Linked DNA regions of Mus musculus: regions 2, 3 and 4 are each linked to region 1. The links are chromatin contacts, called in public HiChIP or PLAC-seq and promoter capture Hi-C maps. All regions are on one chromosome and are shown on one strand. The core of a region is the stretch at or near the end of the contact, and the rest is flanking DNA. Distances in the headings are between cores, read along the strand shown. Region 1 holds the start of Thbs2 (thrombospondin 2). Region 2 overlaps Wdr27 (WD repeat domain 27). Region 3 holds the start of Wdr27 (WD repeat domain 27). Region 4 overlaps Wdr27 (WD repeat domain 27).

Region 1 (6,934 bases), core at 3,392-5,891:
CCAAGGGAGGATCACATCCTTTCCAACACAAAAGCTACACTGACTTGCCCCATGCTGTAAGCTCCCTACAAGGCTCTATCCCATGACTGCCACGCTATGTACGCACCCTGAAGTGACTCTCTCGAGATGCACCTTTGGCCACGTACATCCTGCTCCTGTCTACTTCTAGCTGCTCATAGAATGGTTCTTCCAGGGTGACACTGTCGATAAGATCGCAGCCCACATACAGGCTATAGGTGTCACTGGCCACCTGCACAGTCACATTCTTCCACTGGGAGTCAGCCAGGCCCACATCCTCCAGGAAGTTGGTATGCTGATTGCCTTCTACCCAGTAGTTGAGGTCCAAAGTGTCCCCTGGGCCATTGGACACAATCTCAAACTGCCTCTGGGAGGTGCCGGGGCCTTCCAACACCAGGAGCGTTCCCCGAGACTTGCGGTCCTGCTTCAGTTGGGCTGTGAGGAAGAAGCCCTCCTTTCTCCTTGCAAGCTTGACAATCCTGTTGAGATCATCTGTGTTCACTGGGGGGATGTAGTCAAACCGTACAAAACGGTAGGCGGGCACCCCGGGGTCAGGCCCTCGGAACTGCTTGGCACCGATGGTCTTCCGGTTAATGTTGCTGATGCTGAAAAGGTCAAATGAAGTGTCCTTGACGTGGTCACCAGCTGCCAAAGGGAACCACAGGGTCACAGTTATCACAGGCTGATGCTGAGGCTTTCCTGAATGCAGACTGGAGAGCCATAAGCCATAAGCTCACAAGGGCTTCCCCCGCGACAAGGCTCAGAGACTTTCTGTGCGTCTTTCTCTCCCACCCTAGCTGAGCCTGAGCCGGCTACCCACTATCATGGAGGCTGGCTTTCTCCAGGACTACAGTGCAGCAGGTGTTCTGGGCCTTCCCAGAACCCAGAACATGGCTTCATCCATAAACAACATCTCACTGGAGGCCCTGAATTCCAGCCCCTGAGCCCTGCTGTTCTTTGTCCCAGATTTGGGCAAAGCACAGCCTCCCCTCCATCTTGGGACTGGGGAAGAGGGAGGCTGGAAGGGGGACCTTTGACTTTATCGCCATCCACTAAGTCCTATGTTGCATTCTGAGGATGATATTCTTTCTCAAACATCTTCTCATTTCTATAGAAAGACTGCCAATAAATAGTAAATACTGTGCACTATGAACCAGTATTTGAGACAACAATGGACCTCACCCTATCAGTAACTCTTTGAAGTCACCATTCAGCTGCCAATGAGAAAATCATCAGATCTCATCAAAACTAAACAACAATTCAAAATAAGACTAGAATGATAAAACACAGCACAGCTTCTCATCATGCACTGACAACCGAAAACACAGAATAAACTGCTGTGTATAGAGGCATAAATGTTGTCGTTTTTATAAAGGTATTGACAGTGACACAATTAAAATAATTAGACTCTGTGACTATTGTTACTAAATATGGAGGTCCAAGTTTTATGAATTATTTTATAAATTATACTAATATACCAAGGACAAGCTGTGTGAAGTAAGTATCTCACTACTAGATGCAGTGCATTGGTCTCAATTCCTAGTTTCCAAAAGACAATCTCTCTGTGCTATACAGACTCAGAAATCTTTGATTTTTTTTTTATTTATTTACAAGCATGTTTAAAAAGCTTCATATGCAAAATACGACTACAACCACTTGCTGGTCTCTCGTCTGCAGCTAATTCACCATTGCACACAGAAACAAGAAGATATATCCATACTCACCAGAAGCTCTTGGCCCTATGCCCAGAGCCAGCAGGGCCAGTGCCCAGAGCATCTTGTCTCCACCTGTGACACTTAGGAGAAAACCAACCTCGTGGTTGAAGAGTGCACAGCTACAGCCTGAGTGTCACCAGGAAGTTTCTTCACGTGACCTTTGAAAAACAGATTTCACACAAAATCAAAAGCAAATATAACTGTGGGAAGCAAAACTCTAGATAATATACTTTCTTTCCAACCAGATTCTTCCAACTGCTACTAGCATTTATCCCACCACTTCTCCCTGGCATGGAGGTGAGGGGGTCCTGAGGCCTCTTGCTGTACTAACACCATAACAACCCGGGGTTCCTGTGAGTGTGAGTGTGCCTGCTCTTTGGAGGAGCCAGTGGAAGATATGCCAGAGCATTGTTTCCCTGGGGACTCTGCTATAGCTCAGTTGCAAGACTTAAGTCCAGGAGACCTGAACCCAGGCAAATATCCTGGCTGATAAGACTCTGGAAAGGCTTCTTTGTAAATGTCCAGGAAAACCAGTTATGCATAGCTTCATTACAGGCAATCAATACTAACTACATTTCGAAGTTTGGAATAAACTCGGTGCATTTTTCTCAGGACAAGCAGAAACTTTCCCTCAGCGAGGGCTTTAGCCTACTTTTCTGTTCTCCTGCAGGCCTGTGTTTCCATTTGCAGGGATTCTAAGTTGGCTCAGCAGACCCTGGATCAGAAGTCGGAGGCCTGGCCTGAAGCCTGGTTCCTCTGCTCCTCTGTTAACTCCTTAAGGGCTTGCTTCCCCATGCTCAGCTCTCAGCTCCCCCTCCAACAGGCCAGGTTCTGTTCCATGTCATTCCCTGCTCCGTGGAAACTGATCCGTGCACTGTAGTCCCTCATCTCTGTAAAGATGGCTACAATGGGATAACTTCTCATTGAGAAGGACATCTCAGCAGTTCCCCTCTCCAGAATATTTTTGCTAAGCTGGAAACAATGCCCTCCACCAAGGGACAGTTTTCTCCCCAGAGGGAGACAATGGGGCAAGAACTTGGTCTTGCCCCATGAGCAGTGCTTATGGACTGAGCGCTAGGTACATTTCAGGAGGCAGCCAAATACACCATGTCACCTGAGTGCTAACACCAGCTTTTCTAACCAGGTGGAAAGAGGGCAATCTTTTCACCCTCCCACTAAGTTGCTTTGTCCATGGCTTGAAAAACCTGACTCTTAAAGTATCAACTTCTCTAGATGCTAGAGAAAGACCCTATGCAAATAAATATCTCCAGAGCTCTTTGAGGCACAGCAAACACTCAGGATGTGGAACTGTGGCTGGGAGGACTCCCAATGTCAGTTCTTGAGGTGACATTTTTCTGAGGATTCAAGTATAAAGTAGACCTTGTCAGGTACTTTAGAGAATCTTCAGAGTCCACATCTGAAGACTCCAGCTTGCCCTATCCCTGAGTCCCTAGTGCAGGTGTTTGCCACAGGGCAGCTGCCCCTGAACTCCATCCCCAACTTTCTCCTTATTCTATGGACAAATGCTGTCTCTGCAAAGACAAGTTCCATCTTAAAATGACATTTTACAGCTCAGGCATACAAACACAAACAGAGTCCATTAAACTGTGTTTCGGTAAAACCAAGCTCAATCAAGAGTGTCACAAGTAATCAACGGTCATTAACAGCATCCCATCTAATCTTGCTGCCTTCCCCACATGGAAAAGGGACCAAGAAGTGAATAGTATTTGGTCCTGGATCAAGCCTCCTGGGGCCAATGCAATTGCATCCAAGCTCCATGGGTCACACACACACACACACACACACACACACACACACACACAGACTCTTCCCCATCCACAAGTCCTCACTGCAGGTTATGAGTAGACTTTCAAAGGTTTTCTGCAACAGGCTATTATCACTTTTATAGGTCTTACACAAGTTCACCCCACAGGAACAATCGAAGTGAAAGTGTGTTTGCTGGGTGTCTCTAAACATCTTCAACTCCTACTGTTTTGCCCCCCTCCCCGCCCTCCTCCTTCAGCACCAGATCACTTTCTTTTGACTGCCCCAGGCTACCAGCTCTTTTGTATGCAAATTAGCCAAGCTGCAACCCAAACACAGTCCCCTCAGGGTTCTCCCCGCCCTGTACATTATAATTATAATGACAGCAACACTTGTTCAGCTCTTACTAATGTTTAGAATCAGATCCCTATAATCCCGTTGGTTATTTTTTACATTTTCAAGAGATCTCTTGACATTCCTTTCTCTGCTTTCTCTTCCATAGCAAACTTTGGTAGAGAAACTTTCTTATTTTTAAGTAGAAAATGTCAGTTCCCCCTCCCTGAACCCCAGCATCCTTGGAATGAAGCCAACAAGCCCCTTGTTGCTTCACAGGGTTCCTGCTATGAGAGACCACGAAAGACACTCCCCACATCCCCAACCCCTGCCACCCCGGGGACAAAGACAGCAGTGAATGTTCTTGGCAGGTCAATAAGTTTGCAGAGCAAGGACGGTGAGGACGCCACTGGGCTAAGTGTCAGAGGACACAGCTGGACTTCCCCTTTAGACCCCTGGAAACCGTAGCCTTTTCTGAAAGATCACAGCCAGTGAAATGTCTTAGAAATAAAAAGGTACCTGGTGTGTTTGCAAGTGAATGGTGACCGACGCCAGTACTCTGTCTGTCCTGAGGGGGACTAGCTGCGGCAGGAGAGGAGAGGCCTGGCCAGGGAGGCTGCAGACATCGGACTGGCTCTCTCTGCCTCCCGGCAGTGACCGGCTCCTTTATACGCCCTTTCCCCAGGAGGCCTGTCAATCAGACACATGCGGAGGCACGTTTAATTCATTCTTTCGAAGGAGTGTCATAATTCGTCCTCTGGTCTCGCCATTTGCTCAGAGTACCTGGTTACCCAGTCCAAATCCAGCCCCTCAGAGCTAACGCCCCTCCTACAGGTCCACCCAGGCTTTCCAGACAGGGGCCCGGGGAGGAGTCAGACAAGAGGGGCAGGCCAGGACTCACTTTTCCTGTCTTCTCTCAGGAAATAAAATGCTATAAATAAAACCAGCAAGATTGGCTGGGACTCCCCATTTTGCTGAGGAGAAAAAAAAATGCCAATTCTATGCTTTAAATGTGTTTCGAATTACCCAGTGTGATACTGGCCTTTCTAAAACAAGTGAGTAACAGTCAAAACTACAGGACAGACAGTAAGTTTACCACACTGCCGGGAAGTTATTATAGTCAAAGAATTAATTTTTTTTAATGAATTTACCACAAAAGAGAGCCCACCCATTGTATCTCTGACCCGCTTCTCAGGAGAAAAGATTTTAATTTGAACTCACTTCATCTGCTCAGTCGAGACCTGCAATTCTCTGTGACCCTGGCTCCCTGAAAAAGCCCAGTCCTCACCCCAGTCTTGTTGGGACAACTTTGCCAAGTGTGGGAATCCTGCAGTGAGAGGCAGTCCTCGTGGTTATCAAGATAGGGTGGGGGCAGCTTAGAAACTCAGTGAGAATCAGAGGGCCAGACCTAAGTCCATGGGGGTTAAAGCCAGTGCCAGGGTGCATGGTAGCTGGATGGGATGGGGCTCATCACACAAGGAAAGCAGTCAACAGGAAAGACTTGGTCAGGCGGTGATGCACCAGAGCCCAAAGAAGATGGTAGATTTGTGGCATCTCCCACAACCTCCTCTTGGGCTTCATTCTTCATAGACGACACTCAAAGCTTTCTGGACATTTATCTGGTTGACACCTGATAATAAATAAGTCAGGGCTTACTTCAAGAAAAGGAAAGATAAATTAAATAGAGAAAGTACTTAGCCACTTTCTGTTCTAGGTGGGAGACTTAACTGAAGGACCCTGCCATTGTGTTGGATCCTCTTAGATTGGAACCAAAGTGGACAGGGAAGACACCAGGACAAGGCACAACCCCCCCCCCCCCCCCCCCGCTGATCTCCAATCCTTGTGTTTCTGTTGAGGTGAAGGAACCTTTGAACCTACATGGTGGAAGGGGAAAACTCACCTGTAAAATTGTCCTCTGATTCACATGCTGTGACACAAGTGCACATATACCCAAACACATACACGTACCTCCATACGCAGATCAGCCAAATATAATACAATTTTAAAATAAGTATTATTTTCTAATTTACAAAAACAAAAGATTAGCCTCTAACAGTACATTTTTTGAAGGAAGATGCATTGCTTTGAGTCACCAAATTAATGGCAAAAACCTTCATTTTTAACTAAAATAATTAGACTCAAATTTATATTTGGATTCAAAGCCTGAAGGGAGACGTGACCAGGCTCCCTGAAGAGTTTTCAGTGCCTAGCCGCCCCTCTGCTACTTACAGTGGGACCCTTTATGGCAGAGATTCCAGGGTAGAGCAGAGGGCATAGGGTACAGGATGGGCATACTCTGCAGCCTGTAGGGCTCCCTGCTGCTAGTAAAGTGTAGAAAGACTTCACCTCTGAAATATCACACACACACACACACACACACACACACACAGACACACAGACAAATCAAGAGAGTTTGATGGAAGAGCTGACAGTACATGATATGCAATGAGTCTTGGGAAGTCCAGGAACACACCAGGCAGGGACATACGCATAGTAGGGTCAGTGTTGAAATGGGCTCCTAAGGTAGTGGCTGCTGAGAGCTATGGGTAAGTCCAGCCATGACCACAGGACTATCCCAGGAGGGAAATCATGGAGCTGGTGTCATTGACCCTCATGTCCATTCTATAGCATAAAGGGGACTGACTCTCCAAGCCACCTTACTCAGTGCCCTTGGAAGGGGTATGATGTAGCAATGGGGCCAGTAAAAAGATAATAGAGAAGCTGGGGTTATCCAAGTAACATGTGAGGAAGGCACAAGACACAGAGAGGGGTAGAGAGAGGAAGGTCTGAGGGAGTGTGTCTATGGGACTCTGTGGATGTTAATTTGCTGGACCAGAGTCTTCATATAGGAGAACACTAAGATGAAGTCGTGTCAAAGGAAGTCTGTTCCCACCAACTGCTTCTGCCCTCATTAGAATAGAAGAGTGTCAACCCAATGACAGGAGTGATAGTGATCAGAGGTACTTGGCCATCCCTGGCTGGGCCGCTGTGGGAGTGCAAGACTGGAAAGCACGGTTGAATGCTGCAGTGCGGTCAGCTCTGTGCCGAGCCCTCATTAGGTCTATTCTGAGGACACACTACTGATGCTTTCTGTGGCCATTGAC
Region 2 (6,427 bases), core at 2,569-5,068, 150 kb after region 1:
GACGGAGGGTCCACTTCCTTTATGGTTGTGGCTCCTTGTTGGTCCATGCTCTAGTGGATGACCACACTACCAGAAGTATGTGGGCAGCACAAATTAAATTTGAATTTTTTTTTAAAGAAATTGAGTGGGCATGGAAACAGAGGTGCATCTGAAAGGAGTTGAGGAAGGAAAAATAAACATAATCAAAATATTTTATACAGAATTCTCAAAGAACATGAAGAAGAAAGAGAGAGAAATAGGGGAATCCAAGTAAAATGAACGCCATCCACTGTCTCTAGTCTCCCAACTCAGACCTGAGGAATGCTCAGTCTCCATTCCACTTGGTGATCTGGGTTAGGAACCACTTCATACACTGCACTCACTGCTCATTCATTACTAACTGCTCTGAAAAGATTAGTGTCCCATTGGTCTCCAGGGACCATGTTGCTGGCAATATGCTTTCTTGGAATTGAAAATTAACAGTAGCACTATCTTTGAGGCATTGCTCCATGGGTATCTTGGGCAAACTTCCCCACTTTCTGAATCCCTAGTTTGCTTCAGCTGTGGCTATTGTCCCTCTTCCATAGCACCATTCCAAGGACAGAAGAGAGTATGACTGGGCTGGTTAGCGTAAGGCCCCAGGGACTGCCAGCTGAAAAGAAATAAAGGAGCAGCAGGGCCAGGTGAGCAGGGAACAACACGGACACACGGAATCCGCAATACAGATAGGATGGGCACAAGCCACCAAGACTGTCCTCACTGTGTCTGCTATTCACTTAGGGAACATGAAATAAATAAGTGGATTCAGGATCCAAGTAGCTTTGGAACTTCCTCCTGGAGGAGAAAAGTTTCCCTGGCAAAAACCACTGCCTGTGGCGGATACAAACTCCTGTTCCCAGGCCCAAGGCAACCCCACTGTGCATCAGAGAACTCAGCATCCAATGTGTGCCAATGTCTGAAGATCTGGTCAGACAGGCCATATATTTAAACACAAAATGCCACCATATTACACCTTTTCTTTTTGTCTACTTTTTATGTCATATTTAATTTATGAAATGTGTTTCCTTAAAACATTTTTATACAAATATTTAATAGATTTGATTATATACACCTCCCTAACTCATTCTCATCTTCTTTACTCTCTCTTATTTTTTATCCTCTGAAGGTATCATGCAAGGTTCAAAGAAGGGAGACAGCCAACAGTCCTACCCAGACATGATGAGCATGTGCCACATCAACAACCAGCATGAGACAATAACCCTAATGGTGCAGTAATTGCATACGCATTTTGGCAATAGCCAACAGCTAGGCTTAAGTCCCACTCAATAAGACGGAAACTATGCCTGATACTGAAACCTAGCTAACTATGCATAACTACTGAACTCATGGCTATTAGAGGAGAATCTTCAACCTCTAATTTACTAAACCAGCATAATTCCTAATAGGTATCTATAAACATCTGTCCTTATATCACAGAGAAGTAAGTATAGTCCTCACCCTTCATCAAGGAATCTTCTTTTAGATGGAGACCACTACTGAAAACTACAACTGATGACAATGCACAGTTGTGGGCCCCATCAGTCCTGATGTCAATACCCCAGTCTAAGGCCCCAGGAACATTGTAGAAGATGGGTCAAAAAGACTGGAAGAGCCAGAGGGTGGGGAAGGTTGCTGTGAGACTGTGTCTCAATCAGAAGCTATGTCTATAAGGCCTTACCAACATAACTGTCTAAATCTGAGCTGAAAGATGGTGATGTCAATGGACATGCCAAACTAAGTGAAGAAAAGTCCATGAGGCCTCTCCCTACACAAACCCTATTCACTTCTACACAAACTTCAAGTAACCAACGAGAGCTGGGAGCAGGAGTGGTTGTCTTCCCCAGGGAGGAACACCCAGTGCTGATGGTCAGCTCTGAAAATATAAATACAAGTAGCATTACACAGAGTAAACAGGTTATGTTAAGGAACCGTGTAACAACAAAAAAAGAGTTCATTTGATATCCTGTAGAAATTGAGTAAAGCGTGAACCACATGGTCATCTCAACAGACAAAAACAATTACACAAAAATTAAACATTTTCATGATTACAAAAACACCAAACAGACTAGCAATAAGGGGGGCTTCCCTGCACACTATGGGGCCCAGCATGCAAACCCCACAACTGACATCATCCTTAATGACAAAGTCCTGGAAGTGTCTATTAAAATCAGGAACACAACAAAGATAGCTACTCTTTTTTTTTAATTAGGTATTTTCCTCATTTACATTTCCAATGCTATCCCAAAAGTCCCCCATACCCTCCCACCCACTCCCACTTTTTGGCCCTGGCATTCCCCTGTACTGGGGCATATAAAGTTTGCAAGTCCAATGGGCCTCTCTTTCCAGTGATGGCCGACTAGGCCATCTTTTGATACATATGCAGCTAGAGTCAAGAGCTCCGGGGTACTGGTTAGTTCATAATGTTGTTCCACCTATAGGGTTGCAGATCCCTTTAGCTCCTTGGGTACTTTCTCTAGCTCCTCAATTGGGGGCCCTGTGATCCATCCAATAGCTGACTGTGAGCAAGGGATAGCTACTCTTATACTAAGGGAAGTTAATAAAGAGAACTGCACTCACCTGGAGTGGGAAGACCTGAAACTGATCTTTCAGATGGTAGAGTCATATGCACATAAAGTAAGAAACAGTCAAAACCAATTATACCTAATAAGCAAGTCCAATTGGATCACAAAGATCAATATACAGAAACCAACTTCATTTCTATATGATTACACCCAAATGGTCATCCTAAAATTAACTTTAAAAATATTAGGTGGAAAACAAGAGAAATAAATGGTATTTGTAACTGAATCTTCTTTTTCTTCACCTGTGGATGTATATAAGTATAAACACATACAGACCTATATATGCTCAGAAAGAAATATGTGAGAGTTCTAGAGTGTCCATGCCTGTGAGCTGTCATGTTTTCCCTTGTGCTTGCTGTTTCCCTCCCTGTCCCTTTCTCTCATCTCACTGTCTCTGTCTCTCTCCTACCTCCCCCTGCACATCCCTTCCACGTATTTATTTTGTTGTGATGGGGTCAAACCCAGAGCCTCTCTGCCACTGAGTTTTTTAAATAGGATCTTACTAACTCAGGTTGGCTTCAACCACCTGAGCAGCTGGGATTACAGACCCGATGACCACACCTGGCTTGTTTACTCTATTTCCCGAAAGAATATGCACTATTTCTTTTTACAAATTGAAAAAAAAAATGAACAAAAAAGTCAAAAAGTTAAGAGGTACTGTCTCTGCAGTTATAAAACAGTAACTCCAACAATATATTTTCTGTCATTGCAGCTTACATTTTCACAAATAACTACATATTACATGCAATTTCTATTAAAGAAAGTCTGTTTTATCATAGCCAAACTATCAATTGAATCCTTCTCTTAATTGTTCTTGAGAACAATTAGCACAAAGATACCCACACTTGCACAAGTCTATACAATGAGTGGCTTATCTGTCAGACACTGTTATTGTATTGCCTCCCTTCAAAGTCTGTTGCTCTCTTTAATCTGCTTGTCCTTGAGTAAAACATACTTGCCATTCTTATAATTCACAAACTTCATTAGCAAAGTTCAATAATAGAACCAGCTGTGTAACTGGAATCCTATGTGCTGAGAAGAACAAAACTGCTGCAGCTTATTTGAGATACATTTTTAAGTTGGATTTATAAATCACTTACAAAGAAATTGAGCAGAACTAAAATTATGGTCCAACTGTCACATTCCTACAGTGTGACCACAGTGTGCTCAGGGCTGGAGGCCACAGCAATGAGTGTTTGCAGACCTGAAAGCTTTGCCAGACCATCAGGGACAAATATCCTCGCCAGCCAGATATTAGATCAACAACCATTAAACATAATCTGAACCATCTTCCATGGCCAAGGCTCAAGAGCTGAAATCCAAACAGTCGCCCTGCTGCTGAGTGTCCACGTGCTGCATGAGCCCCTAGAGACCTCGAGGAGAAATGCCATGCAGAGGACAGAGCCAGTGACTGACACTAGAGATGTGCCCAGCTTTCATCCCTCCTTCTCACGTACCTTGGAAATCTTTGTTCAGAAAGAGCCTCTCCATTGTCCCCTACTGCTCTGCACCTCTACCCGTCACACTGTGGATTTACAGAGGACACTTGGGACCTGGTCTGTACACAATCTGACTCACGGCTCCCTGGATCACTCATATTGCATAGCTGGCTCCACCGTGTGCAAGACTGCTAGGGTTTGTTGCTGGGCCAATGGCATTGCTCTCAGATGGGAGGGCAGATTTCTGGGGACCTTTTCATTCCCTTCCTCCTTCCTTCCCTTTCTCTTCCCAGGGCAGTCCACCTCTCTGCTCTGTGCAGCAAATTTAGAAAAAGAAATGCTTCTGGCATGAGATCTTCCATGTCATAGGAGTAAATTATATGATTAAAAAATTACATCTTGGGGCTGGTGAGATGGCTCAGCAGGTAAGAGCACCCTACTGCTCTTCCGAAGGTCCTGAGTTCAAATCCCAGCAACCACATGGTGGCTCACAACCATCCCTAACGAGATCTGACTCCCTCTTCTGGTGTGTCTGAAGACAGCTACAGTGTACTTATGTATAATAAATAAATAAATCTTTAAAAAAAAAATTACATCTTTAAACAATATTACTTGTTTCTTTAAGGAGCACATGACTGCACTCACCCACTTATACACACACTCATTGCTGAGGTCAGCAGTTTTTTTATACCCAGTCTGCCTCTGCCACAGCACGCAGTAGGTCCATCCTCCATCCTTACTTATCATATCTGCCCATATGTTGATTGTCTGCTTCACACTAAGCTCCATGAAAGCTCACATCCCACTGTCTTCTTAGCTCTGGTTTTCAACAGTTAAATGAGCTGTCTCTGTTTTGCACCTTATGTGACTTCCTCGTTTATGATCTTCTGTGTCCTGTATAGCTTTTGACTTTCTGTTTTCTGGGCTGGCTCTCCTCTCAGCCTCCATTGGTGTTTGAGAAGGCTGGAAAGAAGTTCTGTGGAATCAGGGACAACACTGGAGCTTCATCTTTTCCTACTGTAGTCCCCCATGATAATTCTTTCTCTACCCTGGGGTTCATCGTCTGCGGTATGGGCCCACCGTGAGCACAGCCTGTTGCCAAGGATGTGCTGCAAGCACTGAAGACAAAAGAAGGACCTTTCACACCAACAGCTTCCTTCCAGAAAGCAGAAATTCCCACACTGTAAAGCAAGACTCACACGCTGGATTTTGCTTTTGGGCTATCGTCTAGAGTTGACATCAGATGAGCTGACAAGAAATGACAACAGGTCCACATGGCATCAAGGACTGTTTTGCACATAACATGTTCCTCTCTGCAGCTGTGTGTCTGGACAGAGCATGCATGACCTGTAATGATTGATCTTAACATTGGTATGCAGATCCGGATTGCAAACCATTTTTCTTTCCTATGAAAATGGTTAATAAGATTTCTTTAGTCTTAAGAAAACTAAACTATGTCATCTTTATTTAAAGTTAGAACATAAAAAAAATCAAATATGAGTTATACACTTTTAATTTTAATGAAAGTGAAAATTTCTAAATAACTGTTTAAATCATATAAAATTCATTTTAAATCACTTTATCTATTGAAAATTTATGCTTTGATAAAAATGTTTTCAATGTTTTGTTTTATATAATCACCCTTTATTTGTTAATGCTCTGGGTGAGTGATAATGAAGAGAAGATGAAACCTGATGGGAAAAAGAACACCAAGAGTGGGCTAACGTGGATGGAACTCCACAGAGACAGCATCTGACACAGAAACTGGCACTCAGAGTATTGGACACTTTGAGGCCTCACTCCTGAATTCTGTGTTACACAGGACGTGCTTACAACTCTAAGCAGAAAGAAGAGGCCTGCATCACACACAACCCTTTAGAGGAGCCCAGCTGAGGGTCAGCCTATCAGCACACCTGACACATGAATAGGTGCTCCATGATCTGTCTGCTCAAGTCTGGCAAACTTGGGTATTTCTTTCTAGATTGATGTGATACAGGCATATTTAATGAGATCATGGATAAAGTGTATTCTTCATAACTTATTAGTTGGTATGAGAATTCTAGCCCTTACTCTGATGATACCTCAGAACAAGCCGCCAATGGCAGATGGACACACCACATAGCTGCTGAGAAATCTGCATAGGAGGGGTTCAGCATTGTGACAGAACCTCTAATCTAAGGTCTAAGTGAGTGGAGAAAGACAGGAGTGTACGAAGAAGCTGGACCAGGCCCACTACACCATCATCAGAAGGTGGATCCTTCCTAGAGGATGACCATGGACGTGGGAACTCAAGACTTGGGGAGCTAGCAGAAGCTGGGGAGACTACAGCAAGAAGAAGAAATTATGGCACACAGGCACAGCATTTCAGACAACATAACATGTAGGATG
Region 3 (6,645 bases), core at 4,066-6,565, 250 kb after region 1:
GTTGGGTAATTTGTTTTCTTGTTTAATTTTTTTTGGGGGGGGGAGCCTTTGTATATTCCAAGCAACAATCCTCTCAAACAAATAGCTAGCAATGATTTTCGCTGACTGCACTGTCAAAATTATTCAGAAAGTCTTTCTTAGGCCCAAGTGTGAAGCTTATGTTGTACTAGTAATTCCAGAGTTTCAAAGACCTCCGTTTCATAGCTCAGACTACCACGGGCCTGCTGAAGAACAAATGTCTATCAAACTCTAACACAAGATGAGCACAGGCCTGACCTGCCACACAGCAGGCAACTATGAAGACCCAAGATGAATGAACACAGGACAGACTTGACACACCAGGCACTTTGTGCATAGCTGTGAGGAGCCTGCATGGCCACCACGCACTAGGAAATTTCCCTCCTCTTCAGGACACCTGCCTCTTTCCTCCAGCTCAAACACTGGAAGAGTGTTTCTGTTGCTTTGTGAACTAACAGTGTGATCTAAATTAGAATATAAATTCTCCATTCTCCCCGCACTCCAGCCACTGTGGCTTGGAAGTTTCTACCTAGCTGGTGCTTTTGTTTGTTGGTCTGGTGCTGGTGCCTTCCATGGGCAAATGCTTGCTTCAACAGGACAACTCCTGTCTGACTAGAGGAGTAGATCAGTACAATGAGGCAGAAATCTGCAAGGCCTTGCTGGCTATACAGACAGATACTTTGCTCTAAGACATTGAAAGATGGCCCCACGGATCCTAAACTATAATTTCTAACATTAAACAGACTCCTGGGGTTTTATCTCAGTAACAGTATGGATCTGGCTGTGGCTCTGGTAGGGGAAGCTCCTGGCATGCCCAAGTTCAGGACCCTAGCAGGTGAGATGACAACGCAGCCCTGCAACACTGGTGAGCCGTGCTCTCCAGTGGATGACAGGGGCTGGAAGAGTCAAACATGCTTCCTAGGTTGTTGGCCTGAGCAACTAGGGTTATTATTTCTGAGACAGAACAGTATTGGGTATCATAAATTAACTTGTAAATGTGATCATTAGTTGCAAACCTTCCACTGTGGCATTCTCTAGGCTCGGAATCCAACTTTCTTGCAGTTACATGGGAAGAAACAGAACCCACTTTCCTACCCCACAGTGTGTAAATTTGGAGGGTAGCAATTGGAGCACCTCATGTTGCTCTAATCATCCAAGAGCTAACAGAATGAATTAGTCTAAATACACAGAAGAAAGAAGGCAGGCATGGCAGTGACACTCACCAGGACACCATATCTCAGGTAAAACAGCACAAGCACAGGCAAGCCTCCGAGGAAAACGGTGAGCGTGGACAATTCTACAGGAAGACACACACACACACATACATACATACACCCCTTCACATATGCTCATATTCAACCATGCTTACTCACACACCCATACACATATAATTTGATGCAAATCAGGCCATGAAGAAGAAATATGATAACTCAAGGACACTGTACTAGTCAGGATTCTCTAGAGCAACTGAACTGAGAACAAATCCACATAAAAAAAGGGATTTATTAAAGTGGCTTACAGCCTGTAGTCTAGCTAAACAACAATGGCTGCCAACAAATAGAAAGTCCACAAATCCAGTAGCGTTCAGTCAGTGAGGCTGGGTGTCTCAGATGTCTTCAGTATAAGCTGAAATCCTGAAGAAGTAGGTACTTGTGCCCATTTAGGATTCAAGTCGCCAGCCAGGGAGGGAGGGCAAGCAGGAGAAGGGCGAAGAACTTCCTTCTTCCATGTCCTTTATGCAGACTGCATAAAACCTTTAAAAGTTTAAAAGTTTAAAGGTTTACATGTGGGTCTTCCCACTTGTGATGATTAAAGAAAATTCCCAAGTGTATCCAGCCACTTGGGTTTTAGTACAGTCCAGATGTGGTCAGTTGGCAACAAAGAATAAATGTCACAGACACAGAGCAATGTCTTCTTTTAACATAGTACTTTAAATTGATTCCTTGAGAATTCCATATACTTAAACAATATATTTTGATCCTTTCTCCCTCTTCTCCAACTCCTTCTGGGCTCTGCCACAAACAAATCTCCTCCTATCTTCCTGTCCTGTTTTTTTGGTTTTTGTTTTTGTTTTTTTTTTTTAAAATAACCCATGGTGTCCAATTAGAACAAGCAGTGTATGCATGGATCAGGGCTATTCAGTGGGGCATGAACACCTACCAGTGGCCACACCCCCAAAGGAAGATACTTTCTACTCTTTCTCCCCTAGAAGCTATCAGTTGCCAATAGTTCTTCAGGTAGGGGTGAAGTCTCATGCTGGACTTCTTTTTTTTTTTTTTTTTTTTTTTTTTTTTTATAATTTTTTTTTTTTTTTAAGATTTATTTATTTATTATATGTAAGTACACTGTAGCTGTCTTCAGACACTCCAGAAGAGGGCGTCAGATCTCGTTACGGATGGTTGTGAGCCACCATGTGGTTGCTGGGATTTGAACTCCTGACCTTCGGGAGAGCAGTCGGGTGCTCTTACCCACTGAGCCATCTCACCAGCCCTCATGCTGGACTTCTGACAGACTTGATCATGTAGAAGTCTTATACTGACAAAAACTTTAAAAGTAAAAGCAGAAAGCAAACAAACAGCGCGCAGGACTCAGAATTTGACATTATGAAAACATTCACCATCATTAGTCAGCTCCCCTGTAGTCAGGTACAACCATGTGGCTGTGCTCTAGCCTGGGCAGCAGGAGGAAGCATGAGTAACAGATCTCACTTTATAACCCTGGCCCTCGGAAGTCTCACCTACATAACTCTCAACAGTGGTTAAATACAAAGTCTGGGCGGGTGGGAGGGGTGGCTACAAAAGGTGGCACCACAGGATGAAAGAGGTCTGGAGGCCTGCGAGCTGCCTGGGAGGAGAGGAGGGCCTGGTTGCCAACACAGGTTCTATGCAGAACCAAGAGACTGTTTAGCATACCAGGGCTATATAGTACAGCACTGAACTCACCCTCACAATGGGAATTAACTTTTAAATGACAAAAATACACAGAGAATTAACCATTTAATTAGTGAAGGTGCCACAGCAGTAATGCTGGGTCTTCCATCCTGACCCACTGTCTTACTGTGTTTCCTCAGAGATAACATGGAATAGCATATCCCAGACATCCTACACACAGGAACATCAGACAGATAATAAGACTACAGTGTGTGTGAGACAAGGGGAACAACTCAAGAAATGCATTGATGAGTGAAAGATAAAGGCACTCTGGTTCTAAAGCTAAGTCAGTAGAAAAGAGCAATCGTCTCGGATATACTAAGAGCTATCTATACACTACACACAAGTACACATGCGATTGCTCTAACTCAAGGAGCATCTCGGCTAAAACTAGTTCCTTCTATATGTGTATTCTTAAGAAATAAAATTGCTTCCTTCTGATTATACAATATGAAAAATGTTTCTCAGTAGCTACACAGGTAGAATCAGGTCACTTCATTCTTGCGTTTAGAAACCATAATAGGCAATTCAACAGCTGATGGGCTCCCACAGAAAATGGCAGCATCGTAAAAATACCCTTGAACCTTCACTTACATCAAAAGATAAAGTTCTCCACGTTATCTAGGAAAGGAATTGAGCTCCAATTCCAGTACCCTGAAGACCTAGACATTGAGGATAACACTAACAAATAGCTATAGCTAACAGAGTGACATAAAACAGCAAAATGACACTTAGGTTCTTAATAAGGTTTCAGGTTCTTTCCTAAATTATCAAATATGATGAAAGATCCTATCTTTATACTTAGGAGTTGGTTGGTTTTTTGTTGTTGTTGTTGTTGTTTGTTTGTTTGGTTTTTTTTTTTCTTGTAAGCTACGAAGTAACTGGTATCCTGCTTTTGTTGGCCTACTAATTTTGAACTTTTGGGCCATTATACTGCATGTATTACCTAATGCTCTTATTTAAATGTGTCTCCCACAAATATTCCATATTGAACTCTGTCTTCCAAGGTGATGATGGTCTTAAGGCTCAGAGGGACAATGGGAGGTAATCTCGGTCTTGAATGTGGAACCTCCTTGATGCGATTGGTGTTCTTGTAAAATGAGACAAAGAACTTCTTGCCTTTCCACCCATTTATAAACCAGGAAAAGTCTCCAGACATGAAATCTAGTCTTAAGAACTGTGTGCATGCTTTCTCCTCCAGCCAAGCAAGATGCCTAAAGGAAAGACAGCCAAGGGAAGAAGGTGACCCTGAGCATCGCCGGTGTCAAGGACCAGGAGGCCAAAAAAGTGGTCAATCCTTAGTTTGAGAAAAGGCCCACGAATTTCGCCATTTGGGAAGGACATCCAGCCCAAAAGAGATCTTACACGCTTCATCAAATGGCCCCGCTACATCATGCTGCAGCGGCAAAGAGCCATCCTCTACAAGCGGCTCAAAGTCCCTCCTGCCATTAACCAGTTCACCCAGGCCCTGGACAGGCAAACAGCTTGCCCACAAGTACAGGCCAGAGACAACGCAAAAGAAGCAAAGGCTACTGGCCCCTGCTGAGAAGAAAGCTGCTGGCAAAGGCGACGTCCCAACTAAGAGACCACCTGTCCATTGAGCAGGAGTCAATATAGTCACCACCTTGGTGGAGAACAAGAAGGCTCAGCTGGTGGTGATTGCCCATGATGTAGACCCCATTGAGCTGGTGGTTTTCCTGCTTGTCCTGCCCAGGTTGGGGCGCCTGGTCCACAGGAAGAAATGCACCACTGTTGCCTTCACATAGGTTAACCCGGAAGACAAGGGTGCTCTGGCTAAGCTGGTGGAAGCTATTAGGATCAATTGTAATCACAGATATAACGAGATCCGTCGCCACTGAGGAGGCAACGTGCTGGGCCCTAAGTCTGTGGCTCGCGTTGCCAAGCTGGAAAAAGCAAAGGCTAAAGAACTCGCCACTAAACTTGATTAAATGTACACTAAGTTTTCTAATTACTAAATTACTTCCCAAAAAAATGTGGGGGGTGGGGTGATGGCAATTGTGGGCTTGGGGGGGGGGGAGGAATCATTTCTTACTAGTAGTTCTCATGTTGAAATTTATATTTCCCTTCTGTCATGGTTTAAGACAAATCCAAAAGTGTCCCTCCCGGTGCTGCCCGCACTCAGGGGCTTGTGCTGCAGGGCTTAGGGAGGCCACTCACGCGCGGCTCTGGGGGCGCGGGAGGAGAAGGCTGGACCGGGCGCGGCTCGGCCCTCCGCCATCCGGGAGCAGGCTTCCCAGTCATCCCCTCAAGGGAGCTTGTCGCAAGCTGCAATCCCTGGCAGCCTCACCGACCGTCCAGCCCACTTTCCCCGGAACTCACCGACCACGCCAGCCGCGTCGCTATGGTTACGGGGGAAAGCTGCTCTATTCTCGCGAGAGCCTGGCGTTACCTCACTTCCGGTCCCTTAGGCCGGAGTTGGTTCCCAAAAGCCCTCGCTTCCGGAGTACCACACTTCCGGGCGCGGCCTCTTTTCCGCCAGCTGGGGCGAGTTCCAGGCTGAGCCCGGGTGCTGCGGGTGCTGCGTGGCCTGCGGGGCGTGGCGGTGAGTTCGGGGTTGGCGACCTCGCTATTCTCCAGACACCTGCGCCCCCAGGGGCCTGTCCTAAGGTCCCTCTTACCGCTTCCCTCTTCCCACCCGCCTCCTCTGCTCCTCCCTCTCTGCTGTTCCCTACTCTTTATCCCTTCTCTCCTTCCCCTTCCCCACCGTCGGTTCCCGGGACCCAGGTGCACGAATCTTGGTCTGCGTGGACGAGCACCTCGGGTCACGCCTGTCACCCGTACCTTCCCAGCACAGCGACTGCAGATGAGGGAGTCCCCGAGTTGAGTGCCCCAGCGATGGCTACTCCCTGGAGGCGCGCCCTGTTGATGATCCTGGCGTCCCAGGTGGTGACCCTGGTAAAATGTTTGGAAGACGACGACGTCCCGGAGGAGTGGCTCCTTCTGCACGTGGTCCAGGGCCAAATAGGAGCCGGGAATTACAGCTACTTGCGGTTGAACCATGAGGGTAAAATTATTCTCAGGATGCAGAGCCTGAGAGGGGATGCGGACCTGTACGTGTCGGACAGCACTCCGCACCCGAGCTTCGACGACTATGAGCTGCAGTCTGTCACTTGCGGCCAGGATGTGGTCTCTATACCGGCACACTTCCAGCGACCGGTCGGGATAGGAATTTATGGACACCCCTCTCACCATGAGAGCGACTTTGAGATGAGGGTATACTATGACAGAACTGTGGATCAGTACCCATTCGGAGAGGCTGCCTATTTCACTGACCCAACAGGAGCCAGTCAGCAGCAGGCTTACGCTCCAGAAGAGGCAGCCCAAGAGGAGGAATCAGTTCTCTGGACGATATTGATTAGCATTTTGAAACTGGTGCTTGAAATTCTCTTCTGATCCCTTGAATATGCTGGAGCACAAACCCTTATTTTCACAGAGCGATTACAGTTTGCTGCGAACCTAGCTACTTGACCTGGTGAAACTCTGGTTACTTTTTTCTAGACTAGGATGGAAAAATAAAGCCATACAGTTTTGTTACCTCAGTTTACTCCCCAAGCAGGAAAAGCAGCAAGCACAATATTTTAGAGATTAAAATTCCTATAAAAAGGAGTCTGCTCAATAAAATGTTTAAATGCATTTTGGTTAGTCAGGTGAGTAAGAAGATTACAGTAACAGGCTG
Region 4 (6,291 bases), core at 310-2,809, 190 kb after region 1:
AAGAAAAGAAAGAAATACAGAGTTACTTTTTACTCTTTGGCCAATGCTCTTGTCCTTATTGAAAAAAAAAAAAAAGTCCATTCTTCTCACTTAAACCTCCAGTGATTCTTTTGTTAATCTTCAGGCACGGTTTTTGCATATGTTTTTTCATATAGAACATACAGATATACATAATAAAAGACTACAAATCCACTGATTTGAAGGTTGATTCTCAACCTTCCTAATGCTATGACCCTTTAATATGGTTCCTCATATTGTAGTGACCCCTTAACCACAAATTATTTTGTTACTACTTCATAACTGTAATTTTGCTAGTTATGAACTGTAACACAAATACCTGATATGCAAGATATCTTTCAGCCTACAGGTTTAGCATTGCTGCTCTAAATGCTGTCTGAAAAGCAGAACAATGACCATCACTCCATTCTAACGTGATAAAAGAACAACCAATGCGCTGGATCCCTTCCTTTCTGTGACAGTGGGATCCTGTGCTGCTTAACTGCCAAACACTCGTTTCTGTAAAAAGCCACAGCGCTAGGATATAAAACACCACATAGGAAGTCAACCAGGGACCGTCTCAGAAAAACACTTTTCTTTGCTTATGTTACTTGAATGCAAAGTGTCAATCACAAAGGGCTTGTAAGAAATGATGGTAACCTCAAACAAAAGTATAGTCAATGATGCATAAGTCTTCAAAGCTTCCTAGTAAAGTTTGCCATTGTTTTGAAACTAGTTTGGCTGTATTCCAGAGACACTAATGAATGGTGGATAAAGTGCCTTTACTTATGTTGTGTCTTTTCTAAGCTGTTCTTTTTTTTTTTTCTCCATGATTTCAGTGATCATTGATCTTAATTTGCATCTCCTCAAGAAGAAATGCACGTATCTTGCCATCCTGATGTTCTGTCCTGCTTGCTGACAGTAGTCTCTTTCTTCTCCCATGGGAGCCTGAGCATGTTTTGGAGACTATGTTAGGGGCTGGGTTAGAACCAGGAATGCTGGCACCTGCACTACCCTGCACCAGTACCTCATAAGCATCCCTCAGCTCAGACCCAGGTTCTTGCTTAGGTACCACCATCTTGGTGCCTCATGTGACCCTCAATATGGAACTTTATGAGGACACTTTATAGGAGACAAGTGACCATCAAGTGACCTTTCAGATAAAGCAATTTGAGGCACACAGTGGAGGAGGAGGGAGGGGCAGCATAGTTTCCAGCCAAGGAAACTATGAGAGGTCTCATGAGAGAGCTGGCCTCCTCTGTGGGCTTAGCCTCCAGCTATGTGGCAATGTGTTGCACAGTCCTGGGACACTCTAAGATCTCTGAGTTCCCAATCTGCAGGAGATATGGATCTGGCATAGAGGAAAGGTGGAGAGGAAGAGAGGCAACTACACAGGGAGAAGCATGCAGTTCTCTGAGACAGGGAATGCCTTGTTACACATGAGCTGCACTGAAGTGTAACACTTGATGCCATCACCTTGTCGCTCCTACACCACACATTACAGTCGTTCATGGAGCATGTACCCATGTCTGGGATGACTAATACATGGAGAAATGAGTGATACATGTGAGAGTGTATTGTGACTCAGTAAAAATGAGCCGTTCGCAATCACAGCTTACTATTATGGACTTCTAATGCTGGGTAACTGCCTTCAAATACTGTCAGACATGAAACAGATTTTTATCCCAGTACTCAATGGGGCTCAAGGTCTTTTTGATACCACCACCTAGAAACCCTACAGAGCAGGCACACATACATACATGTCTGTCCTCCGCACCACAAGCCATGAGCCTTCCACAAGGACTAAAAGCAACTCCACAAGGGTAAGAGCGGTTTGGATGCCCCTCAAAGCAGCGCACACACCTGCAAGGGGACAGAGAAACAGCTGGGCAGAAAGTGCTTGCTACAGCTTAAGACAAATTAAAAAATACCAACACATCTCCCTTTACAAAATCAACAAGCTACTATCTACAAAACCAAAGCTTTCTTGGATGTCTATGTATGTGCTGAGACTCAAACCCACAACTTTTTCCATCCTAGACACTCTACCACTGAACTACATCCTTGAAAAAAACTTCATATTGAGAATTATTAAATGGTATAGAGTTAAGGGATCTTTAAAATAATTTAAACTCTTTTTTTTTCAAAATTAATAAATTCCTACAGATGACAAAACTAAGGGTGAATTCACCTTTATGTAGGAGAAATGTTAAATAAGCATTTTCTGGATATTATAAATTTTTCAAACCGATTTTATAAAATCCCAAATGATATAGAGAAAGAGCCCACAGCTTTAGGGGAGGTGTAGGACTCTAATAAGAGGACTGAGTACCTCCAACTTAGCAAGTACCACATCCGGGTCTGGCATGGCTGTAGCTATAGTGTAATCGCCACCTCTCACATCTCTGACTCTCAGAAGCTGCATGTGGTGGCCCTCAGAGAACAGACTAGCACCCATGCTCCACCATCCCAAAGTGACTGCGTCAAATCTGTATAGGAGGCAGTCTTCTCCAGAGCTTAGAGACTAGTCACAGCCTTGTGTTCTCTGTAACAAGGGTCAGGTTGCATCCCCAGCTCAGCTCCAATTTCCCTCAGGGCAGTGCCGTGATGCAGGCTGGCCTTACCTCAAGTTCCTCAAGTCCCACAGTCGAATCCCATCACCAACAGCTGCCGTCAGGAAAAGATTATATGCCAGGGAATGCTGGGCTACAAAGGATGATCCCTGTAATCAGATAGGGAAAATCAAAAGGTAAGAGCTTTCTGAACATCTTACTTAATTTGGGAGGGGACGCACGCCACAGTGCATGTATAGTCATCCCTCTGATACCTGGCAGGAGTTGGTTCTCTTTCTCCACCATGCAGGGCCTTGGGATCAGACTCACATCTTCCTCAGGCTTAACCTCAAGCACCTTTACCTGGTAAGCCATCTCCCAGACCCTAAGATAAACTTGTAAAGACTACTGACACCTAACAATACTGGAATCTAAACCCAGAAGTCAACATAACCTTTCTTAAATTGATAGCTTTAGAGTAGGACTTAAACCTTCCATGTAGCCATGAATAGCACAACCACCTATGTAGATAACAGAGTGCACGTGCAACAAGGTTGATGTCAAGTATCTCAGCCTACGTAACTGTGCTCTGTGACTAATGATGTGATTCTCAGAATACAACCCCAGGCTGAACAACGCCAGCTAGCAGGGTAACTAAGCAAGAACACTCTAACCTTAATATCGACTGCGTGCTTACCACACTCAATGCCACTGAGAACCACAGAACTAGAAAACAGCAACAGATAAAAGACTAAGATATTTGCACACCATCATATTTACACACCAGTAAATTTGCACACCAGCATGTTTACACACCAGCATGTCTGTACACCAGCATGTTTTCTCACCAACATGTTTGCAAAACAGCACATATTGATCATAATCTTTATTCAATAAATTATCTGGATGCCACCCATGGCACGAAGAGCACTGAGCCACTTGCAGTTGTCATATGTCAAGAACACCGAGCTGCACCTTGGCAATCAAACACATGACTATGTACCACAGGACTCGGCAAGTCACTAGGAGTAAAGACTCAGCAAGTCTGGGCGTTGATATTTGATGACTCTGGTGGTCTCCCAGAAGAAAGATGGCTGTGTAAAACAACTGAGCACCACCAGAGAAGCCATTTAGCTCAAAACATTCTTCAAACACACTGTAATTCATAAGACTACTTGAAATACTATAACAAACTAAATATAAGATGGACCTAGAAGTCATTCTTCATTTACAAACAGGAAATTAAAGCTTACAGTAGGTTCAGTGGTAACAAGCCACACTCTAAGGATTAACTGTGCCAGACAGCATTCGTACACTTCTTTAGCCCTTCATCCTTTTAGCAAACAAACCACTCAGTCTCCATTTATAGTCAAGAAATCAGATCCATGGTGGTATCATAGCTGTGAAGCTCACTTTAGTTAAACCTAGAGCTATCTCGAAGCAAAGCCTAACTGAAGGACTGCCCAGAACAGATTGTCCTGTGACGTGTCTTGATTGATAATTGGTAGAGGAGAGCCCAGCTTGCTGTAGACAGTACCATTCACAGGGCATGTAGTCCTGGGCTATGTAAGAAAACTGGCTAAGCATGAGAGTGCCTATACTCCATTAAGAAATACTCCACCAAGAAATACTCCACCATGGTTTCTACTGACTTTCTTGGCTGATTTAATGAGTTTCCTGGTCAAGAGTAAGGCTGTGTGGAATAAGCAGGCCTGCCTCAGGTTCACCCATGAGTTCCTGCCTTCTCTCAATGATGGACAGTGTCTGGAAGTATAACCCAAATAAATCTTTTCTTCCCCTAAGTTGTAATTATCAGTATTTTATCCATAGCAACATTAAGGAAACTAAAATACTTGTTAAGTGTTCTTAGAACACTTTTTAAATAAAGAAGAAATATCTGATATAATTCTAAGATACCAACATACATTAAGACAATATTTTCAATCTAAAAATAAATAATTTTATGATATAATACACAGCAATAGAAAAGTCTGGCCATCAACCTAGATCAGGGGAGTTCTTATAAATATAGAAGAACAGTGAATTAAAGCCTACTTGCCCAGCTTAACACTGGAAGGCATCCTTAGAACTTGGCTGTAGGTGGTACATGGGAACACTCAAGAGAGGCCTCACTGGCCCTGACTGGAGTGACCACTTTAAGTCCTAAGCTTCACAGAGTGAGAACTGGCCTACTTTATACTTAGTGAAATGTGATATTTGGGTCAAGTATGACCTAGATGTGTCTGTGCTTGGACTTGAAGGGCCTCATAAACCACAGCACCCACATGGCTGTGGTGAGTCTGGCTGCTCTGATGTACTCTGTGTCCATGTATGAAAATTTAAGAGGCATCTTCAGAAAACAAGCCACTAAATATGGTGCCAGCCTCAGTGACCTCATACTCTCTCCCTGCATTCCATCATATGTTTACTTTCGGGAAGTTAAACCAGTTATTTCCCCATTAAAAATAAAAAAAGAACTGTTTTTCCTAACATAACACCTCCCATTTAAGAGCACACTACAGTGGCTCTCAAAGGATTGTCAGTCCACGAGGCTACATGGGTAGGCACTTGAGCACACAGCAGTCACTGCACAGAAGCATGCAATAGCCTTCAAGCCTCAGGCAGACACATTCCATGGGACGAGTCCTCAGAGAAAAGCATGCCTTGAGCCATCACCCAGGAAGGGAACGAGCCAGGCCATGCTTCCTCACACCCTTGAAGGCCTGCAGGCCTGCCCTATAATATGGGGCAGCATCACCAAATCCTCTCAGAACCACTTTGACACTGATGCAGACACAACCCTATTTCAGAGCCTGCCACTGTCCCAGTGTCCTATGAAAAAAATGTCATCTTCAGGCTATATCTACTATCTGACAACACACCGAATCCAGAGTCTACTGCCTGCCTGGCCAGCACTGGCTCTGCCTGTAGGCAACAACAGGTTTCCCTAACTCTGTGCACAGCCCATAGTCTGCTGTCCCCATCTCAGCCCTGTCATAAGAACCATGGTGGACTTGTGAGCCGAGGATGTATCTTCTGAGGAGGGGCTACGCAAAGTGCTTAGCTGCTAAAGGAGGGATAAGCACCCTGACTGAGTGTGTCCCGGGAGACTTGAAGCAGGGTTGGTTCAGCTCCTGGTGAACCCTCTTAGCTTGGAGGAGGCAGGCCTGGGGGTTGGGGGTAGGGTAGGCCTGTGAAACTACCCAAGGGAAGAGAGCCAGGCCAGTGGATACTGCAAAAGTCAAAACGATGCTAGTTCTATGTATAGGAAATGAAACACTGAGTTCCACTGTTGGTGGAGGAATGAGCTGCTTCTGCCAGAGTGCAGAGCACCGTTTGTTGTGGTACAGCAGGGAAGCTGAGAGCAAGGATTCCTTGTCCCACACCACAAGCAGGACCACATGCATCATACACTCCTGTCCCTTCCTGGCATGCCATGCTCATGACACTAGCAGAGCAAACAGGCATCTCATGAGGTTACTCCAGCACCTCAGAGCACACCACAGAAAGCAAACAGTGACTAAGAAGCAACCAGGTAACAGCAGGTCCAGGCCTCCAGGGGAAGTCCAGTAATCCCACATACACTCCCACTCAGCAGTGACAGCTCCGCTCCACCTCAAGGGCAGCATCCTGTGCAAACAGCAAGCTCAGACTCCACCCCCAAAGAGAATGAGATGCAAAGTTCAGTCACTGTGCTTCGTGCCCTCCCTCTAACATCCTTGCTACTAGTGTCTAATAGCTG

The links. Promoter capture Hi-C pulls out the DNA fragments that hold promoters and counts their contacts. HiChIP or PLAC-seq counts read pairs in DNA pulled down with a chosen protein or histone mark.
Region 2: a contact with region 1 is called in a promoter capture Hi-C map of the 3T3-L1 cell line, with 5 times the contacts expected there. The contact joins the enhancer-like site here to the promoter of Thbs2 in region 1. A contact is called at or near these places in 12 of 39 promoter capture datasets (the 3T3-L1 cell line, 3T3-L1-derived adipocytes, cranial neural crest and 6 more), 4 of 484 Hi-C or Micro-C datasets (the C2C12 cell line, the MC3T3-E1 cell line, nephron progenitors and 1 more), 3 of 115 datasets of contacts at active chromatin or transcription factors (embryonic fibroblasts, embryonic stem cells and heart atrium) and 3 of 9 other capture datasets (adipose tissue, embryonic stem cells and liver).
Region 3: a promoter capture Hi-C map of embryonic stem cells shows a contact between it and region 1. The contact joins the promoter of Wdr27 here to the promoter of Thbs2 in region 1. A contact is called at or near these places in 3 of 39 promoter capture datasets (cranial neural crest and embryonic stem cells) and 1 of 9 other capture datasets (pancreatic islet).
Region 4: a CTCF HiChIP or PLAC-seq map of the NIH/3T3 cell line shows a contact between it and region 1, with 8 read pairs. The contact joins the enhancer-like site here to the promoter of Thbs2 in region 1. A contact is called at or near these places in 17 of 39 promoter capture datasets (the 3T3-L1 cell line, 3T3-L1-derived adipocytes, the HPC-7 cell line and 10 more), 1 of 15 datasets of contacts at CTCF or cohesin (the NIH/3T3 cell line), 5 of 484 Hi-C or Micro-C datasets (adipose-derived mesenchymal stem cells, embryonic fibroblasts, embryonic stem cells and 2 more), 2 of 115 datasets of contacts at active chromatin or transcription factors (embryonic fibroblasts and large pre-B cells) and 2 of 9 other capture datasets (adipose tissue and liver).

What each region holds. Positions count from the first base shown.
Region 1 is chr17:14,689,621-14,696,554 of GRCm38.p6, forward strand. Thbs2 (thrombospondin 2) reads right to left here and starts at 4,642. Exons shown (of 22, transcript NM_011581.3): 1 at 4,350-4,642; 2 at 1,743-1,891; 3 at 107-663. The coding sequence starts at 1,794.
Region 2 is chr17:14,843,178-14,849,604 of GRCm38.p6, forward strand. The region is part of intron 23 of Wdr27 (WD repeat domain 27); the gene reads right to left. Among named protein-coding and RNA genes, the nearest start is that of Gm23352, 54 kb to the left of the region's middle. Within about 2 kb of position 3,819, at least 26 of the 459 cell types and tissues checked have an H3K27ac peak or open chromatin away from gene starts, as enhancers often do. A contact at or near this core is called in the C2C12 cell line, adipose tissue and uterus, where this site is marked.
Region 3 is chr17:14,937,809-14,944,453 of GRCm38.p6, forward strand. It overlaps Wdr27 (WD repeat domain 27), which reads right to left and starts at 5,316. Exons shown (of 25, transcript NM_175173.3): 1 at 5,289-5,316. 1600012H06Rik (RIKEN cDNA 1600012H06 gene) reads left to right here and starts at 5,376. Exons shown (of 2, transcript NM_026451.2): 1 at 5,376-5,511; 2 at 5,759-6,645. The coding sequence starts at 5,805. The coding sequence ends at 6,362.
Region 4 is chr17:14,880,997-14,887,287 of GRCm38.p6, forward strand. It overlaps Wdr27 (WD repeat domain 27), which reads right to left. Exons shown (of 25, transcript NM_175173.3): 22 at 2,622-2,719. Among named protein-coding and RNA genes, the nearest start is that of Wdr27, 59 kb to the right of the region's middle. Within about 2 kb of position 1,560, at least 7 of the 459 cell types and tissues checked have an H3K27ac peak or open chromatin away from gene starts, as enhancers often do. A contact at or near this core is called in the NIH/3T3 cell line, where this site is marked.